Regions from separate parts of the Anas platyrhynchos genome. Here all the other regions are linked to region 3. The links are chromatin contacts, called in public Hi-C maps. All regions are on one chromosome and are shown on one strand. Each heading gives the region's core, a stretch centred on a gene start, on an enhancer-like site or on the middle of the called end of the contact. The rest is flanking DNA. Distances are from core to core; before and after follow the strand shown.

Region 1 (3,476 bases), core at 665-3,164, 58 kb after region 3:
TTAAGACAATAGGCAATATTTATATTATATAATATTTAGTATGCAACGTTTATGTAATTTTAATAATATTTTAAAATAGGGATGATCCTCTCCAAGATAGGATGTGTCCCAGCAAACCATGTTCTTCGCCTGTAGGTCTTTCCTATAGGTTTAAAGCTTCAATTTAAAACGTATATTGTTTTATACTTATTACATATAAATAAGTTTATGCTTCAATTTAAGGCATACATAGCCTGGCTGCAAATTTATTTAGATAAAGTCCCCTTTTTAATGTAGACTTGTTCTATTTCAAATATATTTCCTCTTGAATCTTAGCCCCTTTCTTCTGCATCACTTTCTCTCCTGTGCATTAAGACTCCACCTCCCTCCAACGCCACCTGGTCCCACCACAGAGCTGGAGGCCTCCACGCGATGTAGGTTTGGGTCTGTACCCCCCAACAGCTCTATTTTACTTCTCAAGCCTGTTATCTGCCTCTCCCCACGCAGCATGGCCTGTGACGCGCAGCCCTTCCCAAGAGCCCGGCCTGCCACCTTCTGATAGAGACACCACGCGGGGAGGAACGCCAAACGTGAGGCCGACAGCCGTGCCTGCCAGCTGGGATCCCCGTTTTGTTTTGTTTCGTGACTGTTTTGTTACCTGCCCGTGCTGTGAGGCACTGTCACCTCGCAGGGCTCCGTGCTCCCACACCAACCACGCCGTGTTTCTGACAGCCGAAAGGGCCCAGGCGTGCAGGGGGCACTCGGGGTAATTCCCCCGCGGGGCATCACCAGCGTGGGACAGAGGAGCCTCAGAAGAGGCCAGTGGCACGGAAAGATTGTGATTCAGACAGCAACCATCTGCCCCACAGATCAATCGCGCTAGTTGTACAATTATGTCACCATTTCCGTATTAGGGAGAATGTAAATTTCTGCTGCCACATCCAGCTCCCTTTTCATGGTGCTAACAAGGGCACCCTGCAAAGGGCATCCCATGCAAATCCGCGCGGGGTGCGCACCTATACAGACGGGGTGCTTCATCTCGGGAAAGGGAGGTCCCAGCCCACGCTGCTCCTGCCTCCAGGAGGCTGAGCGGCACCTGACAGCCACCCGATGACCAGGAGCAGGCTGCCTGCCTCACGGGAGCCATGAGTGCAAACACAGGAGCCCTGCGGAGCGGCTCACAGCGCTGCGGACACCCCCCTCTGCCCAGCTCAGCCCGCACCACCCCCCCCCCCTTCACCACCACCACCCCCCTGCCGGGGACGGAGCCGCCCCGAGCCCGTGGTGGCGGCGGGGCCCAGCGCGGGCCGGGTGCCGGTGGCTGCGCGCTGCCGGAGGCCGCAGGGGCGGAGGCGCCGCCCGGCGCGGCGCGGGGCGGGGGGAGGCGGAGGCGCGGCCGCCGCTTGTGTAACGCGCGGGCCCGCCGGGAGGGGCCGGGGCCGGGGCCGGGGCCGGGGCAGCGCCAGCGCCCCCCGCCCGCCCGCTGCGGGCCCGCAGCGCGGCCCCCGAGCCCCGCAACAAGTGCCTGGGTTTAATGCACCCCCCCAAATAAAATAAGCACACGCACACCCCACGGCAGCGCGGCCCGTGCCCTGCCGCCGCGGCCTCCCCCCCTCCCCTTCGTCCTCCTCCTTCCTCCTCCTCTTCCCCCCGCAGCGGCCCCGCTGCCCCCCTGCCCCCCCAGCCCCGCAGCGATCCGGGAGCGCGGCGGTACCGGCGCTGTGCGGGCAGCGGCCCCGGCCCCGGCCCCGTCGCCGTCGCCGTCCCCGTCCCTTCGCGGCGCGGCTCCCGCAAGGTTACCGCCGGTTGCCAGGGGACGCGGGCTGGAAATGCAAACAGGCGCTGAATAATCGCGGGAGCAAAACTAAAAGTGCCTCCCTCCTCCTCCTCCTCCTCCTCCGCCCGGGCGCCGAGCAGGGCCAGATCGAAAGCAAAACAAGGAGAGGAAGCGGCGAGCAGCCGGCGCTTGGAAATCCCCCCGCCTCCTTCCCTCCCTCCCTCCCTCCCCGCCGGGCCGGGCCGGGCCGGGGCGGCCGCGCAGGCGGCGGGGGCAGGGCTCGGGGCAGGGCTCAGCGCCGGGCCCGGGGCCGGGCTCGGCCCCACAGCTCGGCACGGCCCCGACACCGGGCCCGGCGCGGCCCCGCTGCCAGCAAGGGCGGCCCTCGGCTCCCACAGCCCCGCAGCGGGCCCCCGGGGGGCGGCCGGAGCTTTGCAGAGCCGCCCCCGGTGGTGGTGGCTGGGGGCAGGCTGAGGGGCTGCAGGGTGTCACAGCGGCCCAGGGGAGGGGGCTGGCATCGCTGGCTGCCTCCCCAGTGATGGAGGGAAGGCCCCGTGGGTTAGGGACACTGGGAGATAGGAGATCTGGTCCCACAGAATTACAGTACGCAAACATTTCCCTCATACACGTATACCTACACGTGTCCTCTGCACACTTACCCAGGTGAACAAGTGGTGCACACGCGTGTGGATGCACACCAGGATACCTCCGTTTGCTCGCACCCTGCTCCAGTGGGGTGGCAAAAGGAGATGGAGGTGTTCCCTGGGCACATAGGTGCCCCAAGGACACGCAGCCCTGGCCACACACAGGAGCCTGAGGTGCCTGCCCTTGTAGGTGATGAGCCCTTCTCGCCGGGGTGTGATCTCTTCACACCGAGGAGAAGGCAATCATAGCAGCATTTAGGCTGTCAGGGATCCACCACCTCCTGAAAACCACCAGGGCCTCACAGGAGGCCGTGGACCACTTGTACATATGTGACAGGAAAGGGCAAGAGAGAGGTTTAGGGAGCAAGGTTTAGAGTGCTAGGCAGGATGGTTTTTCTGCGTCTCCTGCAGAAATACAGCAGGATGGGGAGGTCAGCACCAATGGGAAAGGGACAGGTCCCAGGAGGGATGAGAAGGAGCTGTAAGGAAGGGTTGGAGGCACATGGCACTTTCAGGTACTTCCAGGAGAAAAGAGCCCAGGCAGACTGATTTCCATGAAGCCCTCATGGGACTGCATGGCTGGCCTTCAAATTGGGAAGGTCACAGGGGAGTTTTAGACCAAAGAGATGGAAAGTAGACAGGTACTGAAGAGCACTTGGGAGCGTGCATCCCCTGGCAGGGAAATCACAAGGATTCGGTGTCCTTGGGTAAAGGACAGGATGAAAGTTGGCAAGAGCCAAAGAGAGAGTGGTGGAAAACTGTCAGAAAAGATAGAGCCATATAAGCAAACTCAGGAGAGAGAAGGGGGCCCAGGGTGTCTAGCTTTAAATCAGCACATCGACAGAATGGGTGTGCTTGGAGAGGAGATCAGGGGGATGCTGTAATAACAAGACACACTTGTGTAGGAGGGTCAGGCTGGGCTGTGTCTGAAGGGAAGGGGGCTATACGCTCCAAAAGAAGCAGTCAGATCAGCTAGCTCTAGCAGCTAAAATAAATATTTTATAAGACTTAAGGTCTCCATAGGAAAATGGAAGGATTAAGATGGTAGTACCAACTCTCTGAGACAGGTCAGGTTG
Region 2 (3,909 bases), core at 464-2,963, 53 kb before region 3:
TGTGCCTTTCTGCCGGGAGCACTGGCCTCAGAGCAGCAGATTTCCATCCCTCCTCATCTACAAATACCTTGTGAGGTATTTGTGAAGGCTCTCCTCTCCAGGACTGCTCTTTTCCATCAGCCTCTCCGCTGACAGCTTAGGGTCTGTTTTTTCCTACCAGTGTATTTCCTGTGGTGTCCTGCTCTGTCAGCATCCCCACCTCTTCTGCTCCTTCTTGGCATTTCCCCCCTTCAGGTTGTTTTGTTTTCCCCATTCATTGCTTGACAGGAAACGTCCTCTGCCCCTTTTCTCACCTTCCCTGCTTAAAATGTCATCCTAATCCTGTGGGGTCTTTTCCTCACTGTCCCATTCCTTTCTCTTTTTCACTCTCCCCACTCATTTGAATGACCCCGAAGAAGAGGTGCTCAGCACAGGAGCTGCTGTCAGCACTTCCCTTCAAACCGTGCTGTTCCAGCTTGGTGGTTTTCAGAAAAGGCATCAAAACCTGCCCCCACTTTTCATCCCTCCTGTTCTCTCCCTCCTTTTGACTGCTGCTCCTTCTTTAACCCAACATCTCTGTGTTTTGAGGGCTCGAAGACCCCAAACCTGCACCGATGCTAAACCAACAGGTCACATGTGTCTTCCTCAGGGTGCCAGGAGAGGTCCCAGCTAAATGCTTTGGAAAACAATTACAAAAACTACAAAAAATAACACTCCTGCTCACCACCACCGGTGGGTGAAGGGTGAAGGGGTTTGCAGCGGGTTCAAAGATGCGGGGACCTGCACAGCCCCCAGTGGCTTTGTGGTGATGGCTGAGCTTGTGTTTGTGAGCAGCCTCCTCCTGCGCCTTCAGGTCCTTGTCTTTAACCAAGTATTTTTAGCCCCGCTGTCACAGGATAATGTCACAGTGATAAATGAGGATTGGGAACAGGAAATCCCAAGTACATTTTTTTATGTATTTATTTTTTTCTCGTTTCTTGTCCTGATGAGCACGGAAAACCTAACCCTGTGCTGCCAGTTATTTGGAAATGAGTGAGCAGAAATGTTTCTTACCCTCTGGGCACCATCGCAGTCACATGGTGACAGCAGCCTTCCTGTCCACAGGCCTGGCACACGTGGGCTGGGTCCTGCTGGGATGGAGCCAGGAGCACCGGGAGCGCAGAAACCGAGCAGAGGAGCCGAGCCTGCAGGGCGACTATTGGGAGCAGCCTGTGGCAGGGGCTGGGGCCGCTGGCCTCCCTAGACCGAGTGTAGCACTTGGGATGCCCCATCCTTGAACATCTTTCTGGGTCCTTTTAGCTGGGTTTTGGGGAAAAACGCGTCTAAGCGGCTAACTTTACAGGGCGGCTTGTGCATTGCAAGGATTTCAGCGCAAGCCATGTCATACGCACCTGGAATCTGCCCTTGCTGCAGAGCAGTGGTCCTCCCCCACCTGCACCAAGCAGCACACGGGCACCACTGGGCAGAGGCTGCCAGGGGTTGCCATCAAGGCTGCAGACGTGAAGACACAGGAGTGCAAACTTTGGAGCTGGCTGCGCCTCGCTGCTGTGGGCAGTGACCGGACGGGGACAGCAGGGGAGGGCGTTTGCCTTCCTCGCTTGGCAGCTGAATGCTGCCTGCAAGGCAGCCCCTGCCCTGCCTCTGCGGTGAGACTCCTGCTCCCACTGCACGGCTTCTTGCAGCGCATTGCCCAGCTCCTGCTCCTCCTCCTCCTTCTCCTCCTCCTCTGCACAGCAGGCCCCAGCCGGCCAGCCCCAGCATGAGGAGGCCATGCGGGGAACACCTCTGCTGTGTCCAGTTCCCTGCGTGCCTCTGGCTCAGTCCCAAAGTTTTCTTGCCAGCAAAGTCCTATTTAGCAGCCAGCTGCCACGACTCAGCCGGCTGCTGCTGGACACAAGTGGATGATGGTTTTCAGATGCTTGCATGCAGCCGGGCCAGCTGTAACCCTGATCTCAGGCATGGCCCTCAGTGGAACAGCAACATTTATATACATTTATACGTATACATTTAACCTAGGCAGGGCCATGTAACTAGTCCTCTTCTGCTAAAGGCGCACTGAGACAGTTTGCCTGAAAAAGGAAGCTTTTGGTTGAGTCCTCAACTTCAGCTGCACGTACGGTGGCACTGCACAGACGGGGACAACCTTGCCCAGCCCAGCCCTTTATGTCTGTGCGCCCCACGCACAGGCTACACAAAATCTCCAGCCAAACAAAGGGACCGGGGGGAGGAGGCCAGGAGAAGCCACCTGCCTCGTCCTGGGGTGCCGATGACTGTCCCATGTGGTAGGACATTTCAGGGCGTTGTTCCACGGCTCCTTGGTAGGAAACGTGACACAGCAGGCGGTGTGGTGTGCCCCGCTGCCCCGAGGGGAATGGCCGTGTGACAGCAGCCCCACGGGACACCAGCAAAAGGCGGCTGCTTGGGCAAGAGCCAGCTCGAACCGCCCTGCAGGCAGCAAGCCGGGAGCTTTGGGCTTCAGGTCACCGCCTGAAGTGAGAAAAACTGACTCAGAGAATTTAATTTTCAAAAACAGGGAGCACCCGAAAACCTTGTAAAAGCAAGTGTCTGCAGCCCTAACTTCAGGCAACATTCCCTCCCAAGCCTATAAAGCGAACCAGGCACATTTTGTTCTCACCCCTCTCCTTTGCCTTCCTCCTTGCTCGGCCCTGGGGGGCTTCCCCCGCACACGCAGCGCTAGCTTTCCGTCTCCTCTTTCTCACAGACTTCTGAGGAAAGTCATTTTTCCTCTGACTGCGGAGTTTTATTTGTAAGTAGTCTCCAGTGGACCCTGGAGATTTATTATTCACTCATAAGAAGAACCTCAAGGGCCCTCACCGCCTAAGGTAGCTGCTATATTTATTGTTCCTCCTTAAAGGTAGCCCACTCTCCTCTTATGGTTTTATTATCAGCTATAACCCGGTGTGGAGTGACTATTTCTCATGCTCCGATGCTGTACAGCACATAACGCTTTCACCAAATCACAGATTGCAGAGAAATGCTCTAAAATAAAATGAAAACCCCTCTTACTTTTGATGGTAGAAATGAGAAAAAAAAAAAAAAGAAGCAGCAGCAAAGTAAAGCCTTACAGGATGACAAATAGTTTCAAAGAGCTCTTTTGCCATGTTTAAAACATTTGCCTGTAGATGAGTGGACTTCCATTGAGCCAGAAGCTAATAAAAGACTTAATATTGACTGGAAGTATGTTGAGCACATTGCTGATTTTTAGAACTTTTAAGGAAATGTTGTTATATAGTCAAATGCCCAGTGTATATCAAAGTGGAACACAGCATATGTTAGAGTGCAATTTTATTTTAATATATATATATTTTTCTCTTAATATCACTGCATATTTTTAGATTGATTTTATCACTGCACATGTAAAAGCTACATTACCTCTCTGATGTCTCTTGGAGAAGGAATTCTCATTTGGAAGGAAAGATTATGTTGAAGAATTTGAAATATTTGTTAGAAATGACAATAAATCCTATGCATAAGTATATATTCGAGTGCATTTTAGTATATGTTTGCCTTTCTAAAACTGAAGCATGTGGGATGTTGGTGAGGAGGAGCCTGCCCGGTTGCCACCAGCCACCAGGCTACAAAAGAAGACTTCTGGATTTGTTGGTTTACTCTGTAAAAAAAGAAGGAACTGACCTTTGGGCGGTACTTACATGTAGGGTGTGAGTTCCCATGACTTCTACCAGTCTTGCCTCGTGCCCTGGATTAAGCAGAGAGTGGTGCAGCCCTGGCAGGTGTCTCCATGGACGGACCAGCTGCTGCCCAGGCGCCTTCCAGACGGTGGTCTCTGCAGCTGGAGAGGAGGAGGAAGGTGGATGCGCTCCCCCAGGAGGAGATGGAGTCAGAGGAGAGGGCTTAAAGCCTCAGAGATTTCACCAAGACAAAGAGGAAAGCTCAAAGTGAGGAAAGGAA
Region 3 (3,670 bases), core at 769-3,268:
GCTTTCAGCTGCTGCAGCTCCTCTGCAGAAGTTGTTTTGCAGTGGCACTTTTTATGTCCCAAGATCAAGTTTTTGCTATTTTGGTTTTACACTGGGGAAGGAGATAGCATGTAAAGTAAGGGCAGCAGAGAAAAATATTGCTAATGTGGTAATGAAGAAAAAGAGAGGACTGTATTTAATATAAACAGCAGCCATAAATGTAGACATGTATATACTCCGACACTGCATGAAGTAAAATATACCACAGCCAGAACAATATGAGGGAATACTTTGTCCTTACATGGTTCACAGTTATATAAAGTGTCTCCATGTACTTTCCAGAGTTGAAGTGTGTACAGAGGAAATACTTCTGGTTGGACAAAGTGCCCTGTGCCATCTGAGCTTAACTGTGAGTTCCCTGGTTGACTAAGACTCCTATTAGATGGGGAACCTGAAAGGAAAGACAGGGCATTTAAGGGTTAAACAGCAGCAGCAGTCTTGTGAGCTGCAAACTGTAGTGTCAGGGTGCCTGCAGCATCACTGAGAGATCTGCTCCATGACCTCATCTGCCCCTTTCAGAGTGCCCAAAAGCCTGCTCCTGTGCAAACACTGCCAGCTGGGGCTAGAGCACCAGGCATCCTCTTGCATGGGTCTCCCTCCCAGTTGCAGGGGGTAGGGACAGCAGCGACATATTTTCCTGTTGCTTCATGTATTCCCAAACCCAAATCCTGTTCCTGCTTCTTTGGGAAGTGCCCATTACAAGGACACGTTGCCCATCCTGTCGCAATCCACAGGTCTATGGAGGGGCTGAGTCCACGAGTGGCTTCCGAAAACTCTGTAGGTCTCAGAAGTACCCATCTTGGGAGTGAGACAGACATTAGGGTGAACTGACTTGAGCTGGTGTGCTGGCTTTTGTGGAAAGATCTGTCAAGGAGGATTAGCCCACATGAGATATGGCTCTCAAGCCAATAATAACAAATCAAGGCAGTGGCTACAGGGTTTACTGAAGACCATACCAAATGATTTTGATGGGAAAAGTGCCTTGAAATCATATCCTACCATTAGGTGGTACTGCGTCAACTACCTTCCTCCCTGTAAGTGACTTCTACTGCTCAAGACCAGTCCCTAGTCCTTGTGATGCTTCACGAGGAGGTGACAACAAAATAGCAAAGCAACTTGAGCTGGTTTTGTGACTTCCAGGCCATTTGTTCACTAACGTTTTGAGCGACCCATTGTTATTATTTTCCTCAGTAGTTAATAGAAGAAGAGATTTTCGTGGGTTATGGGTCAGACCTGCAGTCAAATCAGCAGAAGCACCAAACCATCTTCCTCATCACTGGCAGGCCGGGAGAAGCAGGGCTGGTTTCTCTGGGCTCATCCACACCGACACTAGATGTCAGCCCAAACACACGAGTGCTTCAGCTCTCAGCTGCAGCCAAACCCACGGCCAAATTGCTGTGCTGGCAACCTCCACCCGTGAGGGACGGGGCTTGCTGCAGACAGCTGCGCCGTGGCTGGGCTGATGTGCTGTGGGCTGCCTGGGGCTAAACCATGCAGATTTGGCACCTCAGTGTGAAGTGAAACTGATGGTGGGGAGATAGGACTGGGCAGAGCACTGCTTGCACTCAGTTAAAAGCTGGGTTAAAGTGTTTCTCCTCACGGCATCCCTGCCTTGGAGTGTTTTGCCTACAGGCAGCGGTTACCAAGGCTGGTGGTGACCAAAAGTCCTGCGAAGCCAACAGAGACCGGCTGGGACAAAACAGCATTTCCTCTTATTGCCACCCTGCCTGGGAACAGAGGCAATTTCCCCTTCCCTTGTTTAGAAAACAACCTTCTTCCCTCAATACCCCCTCATCCTCCCCGTGCAGCAGGCCAGCCTGGCGAGGGCTTTGCGATCCTGGAAATTGGGGACGGGGGTCCCAGCCTGCCAGAGGTCAGTGGCTGCTGTGTGCGGCTGGCTCCACATCCCACTACTCCTGCCTGGCTCCCACGTGTGTGGGGCAGGCAGATTTCATAACACCCCTCTCTTTCAGCAGGGGGATTTCCACCAAAGCGGGTGCAAGCTGTTCTGGCTCAGACCAATACCCGAGGCGCTGCAGCCTGGCATCCCGCCGCACGTGGCCTGCTCTGTCAGCTTGGCTGCTTGGTGCTGTGTGTTTCATTGTCTGGACCCCTTCCCCAAAGAACAACAGGATGAGCAGTAGGTACAGTTTGTTCTTGTTTGCCATGAGGGAGAAAGAAAGCAGCAGCTCATGGGCTGCTCCATGAGGCGACTCGGGGCAGGCCGCGATGAGGCTCGGTTGCAGGGGCGCAGCCTTGACGCCAGGCGGGAGGGCTGCCTGAATGTCAGCGGCTTGACATCGTGCCATGTTTGCTGTTGTTATTTTTCTGTTTTTCCTTTCCACAGCCCTGCTCCTGGCCCAGATCCCAACACACTTCATCACACAACAGTTGCCCCAGCCACAAAAGGGGAGGCCGCAAGCAGCACTGCTGGCCTGAGCTGCTGCGGCATCCAGGGTGCGGGCACATGGGTTTGCGGGTGAACATCCCTCCAGGAACCCAGCACCCCTCTGCTCAGCTGCAGGCACAGGCATCCCACAGAACACCGCCAGCTGTGAAGAAGCCACATGCCACAGAAGAGCTCCAACATAAGGCAGGAAGATATTTTTGATGGGTTCACTGTGGGCATCTGCAGCTTTCTGCTGGCCAGCTTTGGAAATGGAGACGAGTGTTGGAAAGTGAGAAAGGGGAGCCAGGAGGATGCTCAGCAGGCCCCATTCACAGGGAGGGCAGGTGGCACCACCACCTTCACCAGGCACAGCCTCCAGCCCCAGCACTGCATGGCTCTGCCTGCCCACAGCCCAACACCTGGGGGCATAAGGCAAAGCTGTTTGAGCCACACTGCTTCTCTGAGCCACTTACCAGCTCCCCAAGCTCTCTGAGGGAGCTTGTGCTGCCTGCTCTGCTGTGCCTCAGTTGTAGCAGAAGGGCAAGAGAAAGGACAGGCAGCTTACATCAGCGCAGCACCATCAGCTCGTACTTGCTTGCCAAAGCACTGGGTTACTCATGGTGCTCTCCTTTTGATTATGGTCTGTTCTGTTAAACTAAGAAGTTCCCCTCTCTCGGTGGCTTTATGCTCTCCAAATAGCTCTAGCACATTTCCCATCTCTAATTTTGCATTTGCTTGCTTGTTTCTCAAGCCAGTTCTTCCAGTGTCTCTTACATCTCGTCTACTGCTGTTTGAATCCCTTCCAGTTTCTTGCCATCTGTTCAATGCCAAAGTGAACAAAATGTTCAGGGTGCAATATCCACTATGATACAGAAGCAGGAGCACTGTGTGTCTGAAGTCTAGGGCCTCCCTAGTCAAACAAAATCAAGATTAATGCATTCTTTTTGCCCCTTAAAACCATAACTTTCCTAGGTTTTTAGCATACAAGAAGTACATAGGATTCCTACTGCTTTTAGATCCTCTTCTCTTCCTTTCTTTTCTTTCTTCCCTCCCCCCCCCCCCCTTCCCATAATCCAAGGCTTGCACTCCTTTTGATTTGGGCATCCTACAGTCCACTAATGCAAACCCTCAGACCTAGGCCCACTGCCTTTTGCACCATTTATGATCTTTGCCTCACAATCACTTATTTGAATAGAGTTACAGCACTCTGGGGTCTCCTAATTGTAACATCAGCCAAGAAGT

Evidence for each region. Hi-C and Micro-C count contacts between places; a contact is called where the count stands out from the background.
Region 1: a Hi-C map of F5 follicle shows a contact between it and region 3, with 2.1 times the contacts expected there. The contact joins the promoter of IRF2 here to the enhancer-like site in region 3. A contact is called at or near these places in 7 of 8 Hi-C or Micro-C datasets (F1 follicle, F5 follicle, liver and 3 more).
Region 2: a Hi-C map of skeletal muscle shows a contact between it and region 3, with 2.4 times the contacts expected there. The contact joins two enhancer-like sites. A contact is called at or near these places in 3 of 8 Hi-C or Micro-C datasets (liver, skeletal muscle and subcutaneous adipose tissue).

Annotation. Positions count from the first base shown.
Region 1 is chr4:23,655,255-23,658,730 of IASCAAS_PekinDuck_T2T, reverse strand. It overlaps IRF2 (interferon regulatory factor 2), which reads right to left and starts at 1,914. Exons shown (of 9, transcript XM_038178887.2): 1 at 1,780-1,914.
Region 2 is chr4:23,766,270-23,770,178 of IASCAAS_PekinDuck_T2T, reverse strand. LOC119716753 (a long non-coding RNA gene) reads right to left here. Exons shown (of 3, transcript XR_011808986.1): 2 at 1,033-3,784. Among named protein-coding and RNA genes, the nearest start is that of ENPP6, 41 kb to the right of the region's middle. Within about 2 kb of position 1,713, at least 2 of the 8 cell types and tissues checked have an H3K27ac peak or open chromatin away from gene starts, as enhancers often do. A contact at or near this core is called in subcutaneous adipose tissue, where this site is marked.
Region 3 is chr4:23,713,384-23,717,053 of IASCAAS_PekinDuck_T2T, reverse strand. No RefSeq gene overlaps it. Among named protein-coding and RNA genes, the nearest start is that of ENPP6, 12 kb to the left of the region's middle. Within about 2 kb of position 2,018, at least 4 of the 8 cell types and tissues checked have an H3K27ac peak or open chromatin away from gene starts, as enhancers often do. A contact at or near this core is called in F1 follicle and subcutaneous adipose tissue, where this site is marked.